Linked DNA regions of Mus musculus: region 2 is linked to region 1. A link is a contact called in public Micro-C data. All regions are on one chromosome and are shown on one strand. Each heading gives the region's core, a stretch centred on a gene start, on an enhancer-like site or on the middle of the called end of the contact. The rest is flanking DNA. Distances are from core to core; before and after follow the strand shown. Region 1 has its middle 36 kb from the start of Tas1r2. Region 2 holds the start of Pax7 (paired box 7).

The links. A called contact is a pair of places that touch in the nucleus more often than the background predicts.
Region 2: a Micro-C map of muscle stem cells shows a contact between it and region 1, with 5 times the contacts expected there. The contact joins the promoter of Pax7 here to the enhancer-like site in region 1. A contact is called at or near these places in 16 of 39 promoter capture datasets (the 3T3-L1 cell line, the C10 cell line, cranial neural crest and 9 more), 3 of 15 datasets of contacts at CTCF or cohesin (the NIH/3T3 cell line and embryonic stem cells), 15 of 484 Hi-C or Micro-C datasets (the C2C12 cell line, embryonic fibroblasts, embryonic stem cells and 7 more), 21 of 115 datasets of contacts at active chromatin or transcription factors (craniofacial prominence, double positive thymocytes, embryonic basal ganglia and 10 more) and 5 of 9 other capture datasets (adipose tissue, embryonic stem cells, embryonic tail and 2 more).

Annotation. Positions count from the first base shown.
Region 1 is chr4:139,686,799-139,692,432 of GRCm38.p6, forward strand. No RefSeq gene overlaps it. Among named protein-coding and RNA genes, the nearest start is that of Tas1r2, 36 kb to the left of the region's middle. Within about 2 kb of position 3,088, at least 18 of the 459 cell types and tissues checked have an H3K27ac peak or open chromatin away from gene starts, as enhancers often do. A contact at or near this core is called in the C2C12 cell line, muscle stem cells, pancreatic cancer cells and 1 more, where this site is marked.
Region 2 is chr4:139,830,037-139,835,670 of GRCm38.p6, forward strand. It overlaps Pax7 (paired box 7), which reads right to left and starts at 2,932. Exons shown (of 9, transcript NM_011039.2): 1 at 2,791-2,932; 2 at 102-337. The coding sequence starts at 2,875. Gm46873 (a long non-coding RNA gene) reads left to right here and starts at 3,432. Exons shown (of 3, transcript XR_001784470.2): 1 at 3,432-3,518.

The sequences.
Region 1 (5,634 bases), core at 1,838-4,337:
GAGAATATTCGGGGGTGGGGAGAGGGTCTGGTGGTTCTGCGGATGATGTCCAGCGTGTAGCAGGCATTATGAAAAGCAGCATAGTTTTTAGCCTAGACAGCTTGGCCACGTAGAGAAGAGAGTTTGTACTGAGTCCCTGTACAAGGCCCCTCGGGCCTGTCCCTTCTGTGTATTCCTGCCCCCAGTCTCCTTTGCCACTGCAGTGCTTGGCAGGGCTTGTCTCAAGTATAGAACCTCTGTCCAGGCTAAAGGCTGAAAGCCCAGGTCTCCTCTTATAAACTAGATGACATCAATCAAAATGTGTTTCTGAACACCTTCATTTCCCTCTCTGTGACACAGGAGAAGGCTGCTTCTCAGAGCCTGACAGGCGATGGGGCGGTAGTGGGGACTCGTGGGATGTGCACAGCCCAGGACAGGCCATCAGGGCTGTGTGCACTGACCATTGGGCTGCACTGACCCTGCGCAGACCCTTGCCTTTCTGAACTGTGGTGTCTCCTGGCCTAGAGTCCCCAGGGTGGTGCGAGCTCATGGGATATGAGAAGTGCCTGAAGAGGGCGGGTAGAATGTCTTCCCACCTGCTCCACAGAGAAGTGGCTTCAGTGGACAGCGACAAGGCAGGGAGGGTGCCAGGGTTAGCACAAGGCTACCTACTCCAACACCACATCTTTTCTTCTCCAGCTCCCTCTTTCCAAGCTGCTTTAGAAACTTCCCAGCATTCCTTGTTGTCTCCTCTGCACATTAGAATGTGAATTGAAGCAACCTTGCATTTCTGGTGTATCTTCCCTGCCCTCCCCCACCCCACCTCCTATGCCCTCCTGTCCTCTGAGGGACACATGGACAAGACCAGGAACACCCAGGGCTGTTGCAATGTTGTGATGAAGGGGGCCTGTCACTTACAGTGTGTGGTGATAGCCTTGCGGCGGCAGTGGCCACTGCTGTGGGTAATATAGGTTCAGGAGACAGCAGGGCCTTTGGTGCTTTCTTTGCTGCAGGAAGAGTTGACTGTGACAAGGACCATTGATGACATGCGTTGACAGAGTTTAGGGATTCCATCTGTCAGGCCACGCCCAGCTGCCCGCCACTGTGGGCTTTTTTTCTTCTTCCATTTCTTCCCTCTCCCCAACCCTCTGTCTTTCTTCCTTCCTTCCTTGGGGGGGGGGGTCTCATGCATCCCAGGCTAGCCCCAAACTTACCATGACCTTGAACTTGTGATCTCCTTGCCTCTGCCTCCCTCTGGAGTGTTGTGAGTATGCACGTCAGCCACCCCATGCAGTGCTGGGGGCAGGACCCAGGGCCCCGTGAATGCATGCCGGACAAGCGCTCTACCAACCACACTAGGGAAATAGATGCCCAACTCTCAGCCTCTGCTTTGAGTCACCAAATATTTGAGCAAATACGGGTCTAAAAGGAACTGTGAATAAAGAATTCACACACAGAGAGTTAAACAAAGAGGCCTGTGGTCAGGCGTGGTCTGTATTTAACCAAGAACAATGTCATGAGCCTGTGGAGGGAGGCACGAAGGGCCGAGTACTCAGAAAGGTGCCAAGGGTGGGTGGGGGCCTCTGGGTGATTCTGTTCCCAATCAGGATCAGTGGGCTCAGCGTGGACGTCCTAAGATATGACCTGGCTTCACAAGATAAATCTGTCTTAGGTCTCAGTTCCTGGTCTAACCTCAGCTCACCGGACTTTCTGTATGTCCCTGGACTGGCTCCACCCCAAGAAACACCCAAGGCCTCCCCCCCCCCGCCCCTCCCGGCCTCTAAGCCTTTTGATTCCTTCCTGCTGTTTAGGTGAGTCCAGAGAGTAATTCTGGACAGTCCATAGCAAGTAGGTGGAAGCCTCTCAGAGGGCACCTGGGAGGTAGGAGGCTGGCATGTGTCACCGAGGGATGAGGTATATTTCAGGACATTTCCTGATTACCTGCTCTCCTTTCCACCTTCCTGTTTGCACCTGCCTCCCACCTGGGCCTGTTACAGTGCACCTGCCTCCCACCTGGGCCTGTTACAGTGCACCTGCTTCCCACCTGGGCCTGTTACAGTACACCTGCCTCCCACCTGGGCCTGTTACAGTGCACCTGCCTCCCACCTGAGCCTTTTACACTGCACCTGCCTGCCACCTGGGCCTTTTACACTGCACCTGCCTCCCACCTGGGCCTGTTACACTGCACCTGCCTCCCATCTGGGCCTGTTACAGTGCACCTGCCTCCCACCTGAGCCTTTTACACTGCACCTGCCTGCCACCTGGGCCTGTTACAGTGCACCTGCCTCCCACCTGGGCCTGTTACACTGCACCTGCCTGCCACCTGGGCCTGTTACAGTGCACCTGCCTCCCACCTGGGCCTGTTACAGTGCTCCTGCCTCACACCTGGGCCCACATCATGGCTGGCTGAGGGCATGGAGCTCCAACAAGACATATCCACTTTGCAGCCTCTGCACCAGTGCTTCCCATTCTGATATCCATGTGCAGAAAGTGGGTGGCGAACAGAGAGGGAACTGCCTTCTCCAAAGTCACACAGCTACCGGAGGCAGAGAGACAGTTCTGGAAAGACAAGGAAGGAAGTTTGCTATGTGACCCCAACCATAACTGGGGTTGACCTTAATGGAGTAGCCACAAACTGAGCAGCTGGGGGCAGGGAAATGGGGAGAAAATGAGCCATTGTAAGCAGACACACCAGTGACTTTAAGCCTGTTCACTTCGCAGCCAGAAGTCCTGGGTTTGAATCCCAGCCATGCCGCATGGTAGTTGTGTGACCTTGGGCTACCTGTTCACCCTCACTGAGCCTCAGCTTCCTGTCTGCAGAATGGAGTTGATGACGGAGGATTTAGAGAGTGAGAGCGTGTGTAAGGGTGGCTCCTGTGAGGTGCCCTCTGTCCCTTGTATCAGACTGTTGTAGTGGGTGTGACCTTGCTTTGCAGGCAAAGGAAGGAAAGAGAGGAGGGAAGGCCATCCAGCGGGGTGGTTTGTGCCCAGCCTGGCTGGCTCCATGCCTGCCCAGCCGTCTTGGCAGGGGAGTGAGGAGGGGATTGGAGGTCTGTGTGTGTTGGGGGGAAGCAGCCAGCCTGACATAAGGCCCTCAAGAATGTAATGTGCTTCCTCCCCGGCCCCTGGGAGCCTGGTAATCCTGGATGTGGGGAGACAGCTGCTTGGCCAGCTTGGGGGTGGGGGTGGGGCTCAGGGGGTACCCTGCCTTCTTGCCTTTTTTATGTAGTGCTGGGGATGTGGTTATTAACCCTGGCTGTCCTGGAGCTGGAAGGTGAGGTAGAGAGCGGCAGTCATTGTGGTAGGAAGTTGGGCGTGTCTGAGGTGGATCCTGTGGTGGAACCCTGCCTGGATAGCCTGATGTGGCCAGTTGGGTCCCCTGGGGAGGTGCCCAGCGCCTACACTCCTGAGCATGGCAGGGGAAGGGGGCTTTACCTTTTAATTACACTTTATTTATTTGTGTGGGAGGGGCATGTATGTGTAACACACAGCATCTGAAGGTCAGAGGACAACTCCCAGGAGTCTTTAGTCCTTCGACAGCGTGAATCCTAAGGATGGAGCCCAGGTCCTCAGGCTTGGTGGCTGTCATCTTTATTTCATGGACCATCTTGCTGGCTCAGGGAGGGAGGACTTTTAGCAGAGTCACAATTGCAAGGGACCTCGAACCCTAATCCCTTTGCTACACAAAAGGGGAAACTGAGGCCCAAATGAAGACAACCACTGACTCAAGGCCACTCAAAGCTGTCCTGAGTTGGAATCTTGCTCAGGCTTCCTGTCTACAGAGCTAGAGGCTTCCAGATGATCAATGCACCTGCCCTTGCTGTCTCCAGATGGCGTGGCATTCCACGTGGCTTATCTTATACCATGGCACCATCTCTACTCAGGGCCATGTGTCACCTACACAGGGCCACTTGTGCCACCCTCCGACTCTGAATCGCGTGGCAGCCAGCATTGGGACTCTTGACTGCACAGTTCAGGTTTTTCCAGCTGCTGTTTCAGGGCTCTGCAGCTCCAGAGCTTTGCTCTGATGTGAGCTCTGAGAATCGGTGATGGTTTCTCTCAGATGCACAGCAGTGGCGTGTGCGTTTTTCATAAACAATGACTCTGGGACCCTCACACACACTTCTAAGGCCTAGGGTTTCCCATGGATTGGGTGAGAGTCATCCCAGTTCCATTCTGCATCCTCCTGTGCACCCAGAAGTGAGCTGATGATATCCCTAAGGCTTCCAGATCTCGGCTCTGTCTCTGCCCGGGAACCAGCTGCCATCTCATACCTTGATGCCAGTGGCCTTCTTGCTGGCCACTGTCTTCATTCATCTGCTTACTTCTCTATACTCTCCATGGTGCCTCAGGGGTACCTGTGAGAGTCTCTGTTGCTTAGCAACTTAAGACCCCTTTCTAATGGCTCCATCACTTGGAGCAGAACCAGGAGACTTCTGGGACAGCCTGTGAAGGCCCTGCTGACCTGTCCCTGTCTACCAGGGCTCTAGTCTCATCCTCTTATTTTAGGTATTCACTAATTCTCTGGTTGCTTCAGACACAGAATTCTTTCTCCCCACCCCATCCCCAGGACCTTTGCACATGCTGTTGCCATTTCTTCCTAGAGTGGTTTTCCTTTACCTCTGTATGGTTGTCTCCCAGTACCTGAGCCAGCCCTGCCTGGTGGTCTGCGTGTGTCTCATTGCTGCCCTTCACATGACAATGATCTCTGACCTCTATGCATGCACATATGACCTCCACAGTGAGCACTTTCTTCGCAGTGCTCAGTGGCATCTGCGATCCTTGAGTTCATTTCATTTTTTTTTTCAGGATTTATGGTCTGCCTCTGCAGCCTAAGACGAGAACATTCTGAGGCCGAGGACTCTATCACTGCCAAAGTGCTCAGTCCTAAAACAAGCCAGAGAGATGATGGACAGGTGCTCAGCAAGTAAGTAATGAGCTGTGCACCTGACCAAGAATGGTGGAGACTGAAGGCTCTGTTTCCCTCCTGGTAGTCAGCTGCCATCTGATGTGGCTGTCTGTGGGGTACCCGCACTCCGTAAGTCGCCCCAATAAACTCACAGATTCACTAAACTGGATTTGGGTGGCTTTGTTTCTTTCTCTGGGGGTGGGGGAGAGATGACAGATGGGATCATCTGATGAGGGTTAAGTTGACGTTTGTCCCCCAGGAAAAGTCATAGAATATCTGCAATGAAGGAGTTTAGCATCGGACACTATGGCAGCCCCACGTGGTGGGCACTGCGCACGGTGGGGGGATTGGCTGATGGTGTCTGCTCTAAGACACAATGGTTGTTTGTTGGGAGGTAGGGTGAATTTTCAGAAACACCCATTTTACAGATGAGGAAGGTAAGTAGAGTGGAGACTGGGGAGCCTGAAGGCACCAGATCTCAGGTGGCTGAACTGGATTCAGGTCTGGGTCTGGATGGTTCCAGAATCCATGTCTGAAAGATCAGTGATAGGGATGGCGGTTGGGACACTCATGGGAGGATAAAGAAAGGGACCAGACAAGGCAGACAGGGTTGGAGGGGACACCCCATAGGAGGCAGGTGATTGTGGGTTCAGAGAAGAGCTTTGCTTTTCTGGGGACACTGAATGACAGGGGGGAAATGGGAGAGGAAAGGGAGGCAATGGGAGAGGAGAGTGGACGGTTTAAGA
Region 2 (5,634 bases), core at 1,682-4,181, 140 kb after region 1:
AACTAGGGCTGCTAGGTGACACGGGATATTGAGAGAGGTGACAATCAAGGTCTGTGTACTAGAGAAGGCCTGCTGCCAGCCTTAGAGGCAAAGACACTCACTCTGGGCTTGCTGCCTCCGATAGCCCCGGGCCGGATGGACCCAGTCTCCTGATATCGGCACAGAATCTTGGAGACACAACCATGGGAAACACGGAGCTGACGGGAGATGACGCAGGGCCGGATGCCATGGTGGGCCATTTCCACTATCTTGTGACGGATGTGGTTCGGCAGGGGTCGACCGTTGATGAAGACCCCACCAAGCTGATTGACCCGGCCTTGGCCAAGAGGGGTGGACACTGTGGGGAGGGAGGGAAAATAGTGAGTACAGGACAGAATGCAGTTAGTGTGGGGGAGGAGAACCCAAGACTCCTAACAGCTGATCTCCAAGGTCTACTTGAAGCCCTGGGAGGCTCTTACAAGGAGAAAGAGTCCTGGCTTCTGGGACTTGGATTGTTTGTCCCCCCCCCCAAAGTCCCTCTACACTGCAGGAAATGAGGATACACCTTTGGGTGATGTAAATGGCAGGAAGGACAGAGTGGAGCCTAGTGGAGACTAGAGATCCTAAGAGCAGCTGCAAATGGTTCTGGGCCGCTAGCTTGGGGGTCACAGGCCTGTTTGTTGCCTCTGGTAGAGGCTGACAGCCAGGGCGATGTGGCCCACCAGGTCAGTCCTACACCTCTGGCCATTAGGACTGAACTATTGGATCAGTTAGGTTAAGAGGCTATTTGACTCCCAACATTTCTAGCTCTGGCTTGAGCACCCAGGACTGTGGCAGCGGGAGTCTGCACAGCTTAAGGACTGGGGATATAAAGCTGTCTGTGTAGCGTCTGGGAACACAAACCGTCCCTTAGCAGATTCCCAGGCTTTTTAAAACACCCTTAAAGTTCTCATTTCGTTGGGGGGGCAAATCGAGGGCACACTCCACGATGATCACAAGCTCCAAAATACCCCAACTTGGTCTCAGAAATGCAGTAATTGTCCCAGCAGTCTTTGCTGCAACTAAGATGGGCCACTTGTGTGTGTGTGTGTGTGTGTGTGTGTGTGTGTGTTTGTGCACGCGCGCGCGCGTGCATCAGGAAGATAGGCATACCTAGTGTGTTCTGGGGAAGGGAGAACTTAGGTAGGCCTTAATGCAAAGTCTACACAATTTTCTTACAGAAGGTTCGGGGGACACCCGGTGCACTAATCCAGCCTCGATCCCCCCAATTTGGGGACTCGCGGCTACAGAGATCTAGAAGATTACAACGATTTCACAGCGGCCCGAGCGGAGGAAGCAGACGGAATAATTGGAAAGGGGGAGGCTAGAAGAGGCTCGGTCTGCTGAGCTGTTCCTACCGCCCCCTCTTTACTTTCCCGCTCCCCCCTCCTTCACCAATTTTTCTTTGTAAAAGTAGGTATCTGAAACCACTCTCAGATTTAATCAGAAATCGTGCGTCGCCGAGCCAGAGTCCCTCGGTCTCCGTGGCGGGGTACGCCATTAGCGCTGGAGAGCTCTCGAACGCCCAACTTTATATTCAAGAGCCTCTTTAGCGACCGGCACTCGGCTCTCCTCAGTATTCTGCGTCATGTTGGGCAAATATTGTCCTAATCCTTTGCGCGTCCTTAGCCGCCTGTTTTGCTTGCATTCGTTCCAGGAGAGGACTCCGGCAAATCCCCGGCTGCCGCGCTCTCCCGCCTGCGTGGCCGCTCGCGCGCACTTGATCACGCAGCCCGCTCTCTTCGCCTCTGTCTAATTCGGGGACCCGGCGGCTTCTCGCTGCCCGAGGGAGGGGGCTCCCTCCCTAGATCGCCGGCTGCCAGACCGCCCCTTCTCGCCTTCTCTCCCCATCCTCCCGCACCCACAAGTGGGGCCCACACAATGACAAGAGGGGCGGCTAAAAAATAAAATTGGCACGCCGTTTCTAACTGCTCCTGAGACACCATGGGCTGTCTGAGCCGAGGAAACTAGAAGACCCTTCGGTGACTGGCTGAAAGCCTTCCATAGGTTTAAATAGAAAAGGGAGGGGGCGCGCAAAGGGGCCCTTTCTCCTCTCCCGGCCGATCGCCGCCGGCCGGTCCCCTCTGCATCCCCGAGTGGCTAGAGACTCAAAACAGTCCCCTGGATTGCTGTACCCTCTTTTGGTCTTGAGTTTCTTTCCCGGGACATTTGCAGACTTTAGAAAGACGTAGGGAAAAGTTATGTTTTTAATTTTTTTGTTTTTGTTTTTGCGGGAAATAAGGCACTATGCATTGTTTTTAATTAGTTTGTGTCGGGGCCGGGAAAAAAAAAAGCCAGTTAGTAAGTTGCTTGGGAGGAAGCGGACGGTCTGGTGGAGTGGAAATAGAGTGTCGCTTGTTGGTATTTCGAAATAAAAGGGGTTGGAGGGACCCCATCCCGACTTTGAGGGACCAATTCAAAACTAGGGAAGAAAGCCGGCGGCGCTGCGCAGAGACCCGGGAACTCTGTTGTGTCAGAGAAGAGTGGGAAACCCTGGAATTTACCGGAGCGCAAAACGGACCAGATGCGAATTCCCCGGGGAGTCGCATCCTGCGGCGAAAGGCCGGCAGCCGGTGACCCACGGAGCGCGGGCCGAGGGTCAGCGGAGTCCACGCAGAAACTGACAAGTGTCCGCTCTAGAAACTTCCCGTGTCCCACGCGGAGACTGGGACCCAGCAGAGCCCAGGAAGCCCCGCTGCTCGCTCCCCTGGAGGGTGCCATCTCCGAGGTCCTCCGGGGGACCCTGTAAAGGCCTCCTGCGCGCTCTCTTACCTTCCAGGGGGAAGCCGGTGCGCGGGTAGTTCTGCCCCGGGCCGGGTCTCATCATCCTGGGGACCGCGCCGGGCAGCGCCGCCATTCCTGCGCACGCTGGAGACGAATCCAGAGTCGGCTGGATAAACCTCTTGGCGTCTCTTCCTTTCACCCCTGCTGCGATCCTCCTCTCCTCTTCTTCCCTCCCCCCCCCACTAGCCTCTTCCCCCTCCCTTCTGCACCCCCCCCCACCCGGTTGCAGACGCGCCCCTTCCAGAAGCTGGGCGCGGGGGGGGGTGAGGTGGGGGCGGGAGGAGTGGAAGGTGGCGACAAGGAAGTTCAAACAAACAAACACTCCAACCCCAAGTCCGCCTCCACCCGCCGGGCTCGGCCAGAAGTTAAGCCGAATGACACCGGCTGCCGTGGGCCGAGCAGGCCGGGCTCCCTGTCCCCAGCTGCGCCTTGCGGGCCACCCGCTCCCGCGCTCCCGGCCGAAGTTCCTGAGCCCAGAGGTTGCGGAGTGGCTTTCTTTGGGTCTTTATTTATATATTTATTCTCTGGCTCGGACTCCCTCCTCCCCTCGATCCCTCCTCTCAGCGCCTCTTTCTGCTGGCCCTCACACCCTGTCCCCCGGAGGACTGGAACGGGGACGCGCTCCTGCTCGGGTTTCGGACTGGAGGGGAGGTGACCCGAGCGACAGGGTTGGGGAACACAAGAGGAAAAGCGAGGGGGCGCGAGCGATCAGCTGGGTAAGTTGTGCAAAAGTGCTCAACGGCAGGGAAGGGGAGGGAGCAGGCTGCAGCCAGAGAGATCTGATAGGTTCGGACTTTTCTTTTATTCATGAGCAGGAAAGGGGGCCAGTTCGGGAGGGAGAGGGGACCGATAACGAAAAGAAGTCTCCAACGAGTATTTTTTCCCCTTCCTTTTTAATCTCCAACTCGACCTCGTTCTTTTTTTTTCTTTTTCTTTCTTTCTTTTTTTCCTCAGGGGGTCGCGGGGGAGGGAGATAATTTGAAACTCTGAGTCCAGGGATGGCGTGGGCTGGGGGTGCTCTGAGGGAGGGAGAGGGTAACTTCTTTTAAGTGTTGTCCAGAGATGTGCTGGCAGGTCTGTGCTCCGGACGGCTTTCAGCTGTCTGCCCGCTGTGTAGGAAAGCCGGCCTTGGGCTGGGATCTTCTCTGTCCGCTCCGGCTATCTCTGGCCTCCTGGACTAGGGTCCACCGCACGTGTCCCTTCTCTTTTTAGTTCACTAGCTCTGAACATTCCTTGACAACTACTCCCTCCCTGGGCGGAACAGAGTAGGGTGACATCCCCGGAAGAATTTTGACTTCGCTGATACCTGTCAGGGCTTTACTGCTTGCGCCTGGCCTGGCCTGGCCTCCTGCAGCTCGGAGAAACGCAGCAAAATATACATCCCCAGAGATGCTGGCAAATCCGAGTCTGCCAAACCCTGGGGAATAACCTCTCCAGCTCCTCCTCCAGCTCCTAGGCCACCACCTTGGAGCCCTTTCTAGTGGACTCAGAATGTCCTGGAGGCGACATCAGCAAGGCTAGGGATCTGGGAGTCAGATGGGAGATGAGTGGGAGACAGACAGATAAAGCTGGGTACCACCAACTCTACTCCTCCACTGGAGGGCTGGGGAGGTGGTGGCCCAATTAGTTGCGCTCTCTCTCTCTCTCTCTCTCTCTCTCTCTCTCTCTCTCTCTCTCTCTCTCTCAGAGATCCCACAATTCTGTTCTCTGATGCCACAGTAACCAGTGGTCTCTGCCTTAGGACATAGATTCCTAGGGTTGAAAAGCCCTCCCAGCAGGGTAGGATGCCACCCATTACAGATCTTTTGTGCCCCCCCCATACATCTCCAACACTCCAGTAAAGGGCCTCTCTGGCCCAGCCCTGGAGGTGAAATACAATAAAATAAATCCAGTCCTCCAGCTCATGCCCTGCCCAGCCTTCTTGGAGGGGGTCAGTCTGGTCTTGGCCTGGGGGTGCTCTCTGCTGGCTGGCCTCAGTGTGTCCTCTCCCTTCCCCTCCTCCTCACCTGTGACCTTTGCCCCTCTCAGCATGCTACTGACCCTTTCTCCTAGCTGAGGGGTTCATCAGACTTCTTTGTGGGGCAGGGGTGGGGGTGGGCTTCCGGGGATGGGAGACCTGTGGAAAAGCTTGTTAAATATATGCTTGCAGGATTGAATGGGGAGAGGAGAGAGGCCAAGTGGTTTTAGACTCTGCGGCCTGAGTCACACCTACCAGCCAGGTGGGGAGACAGAGTTTTTGCCCTGTAGGTTGTTGGGGGGGGGCGAGAAATGCTAAGTTCCTGGGGACCCTTGTCTGCTTTGACTCCTGAGGTAGATATCCAGGGTTTTGTTTTGTTTTTTAAATACAAGCATGTATATATCCATGTCTTTCTGTAAACATAGGGTACACATATTTAATGTGTTCTCCTTCAGTCTTCCATCTGTCTGTCGTCTGTCCATCCCTCTACCCCCACCAACACCCTCCTGGTATGGCAGACTTTTAGCGACTCTCCTTTGTGTGGTGGTTTGGTAGCTCTTCACTGGCAAATTTGGGTTTTTATGTGCAGGTGAGGTCTGTGTAGGCCTGTCTTGGGTCAATCTTGGGTAAATTAATTGTGGGCTCCTCAATGGGGAGGGTGTAATGCTGTCTTAGCATGGCTGAAAGCAAAGTTTGAGAAGGGGAGCCATGCATATTTTGACTGGCTCCCCTTCTGGAAGTGCCTGGCACCTGGGCTGTCAGGCCTAGTTTCTTCATACCAACCCTGTAACTGGAGCGAAGTTGGAGGTGGGGCAGACACCCAGCTGGTAACCTTGGTACAGAAAGGGTGTTGCTGGGGGGCCCTTAGCATCCTT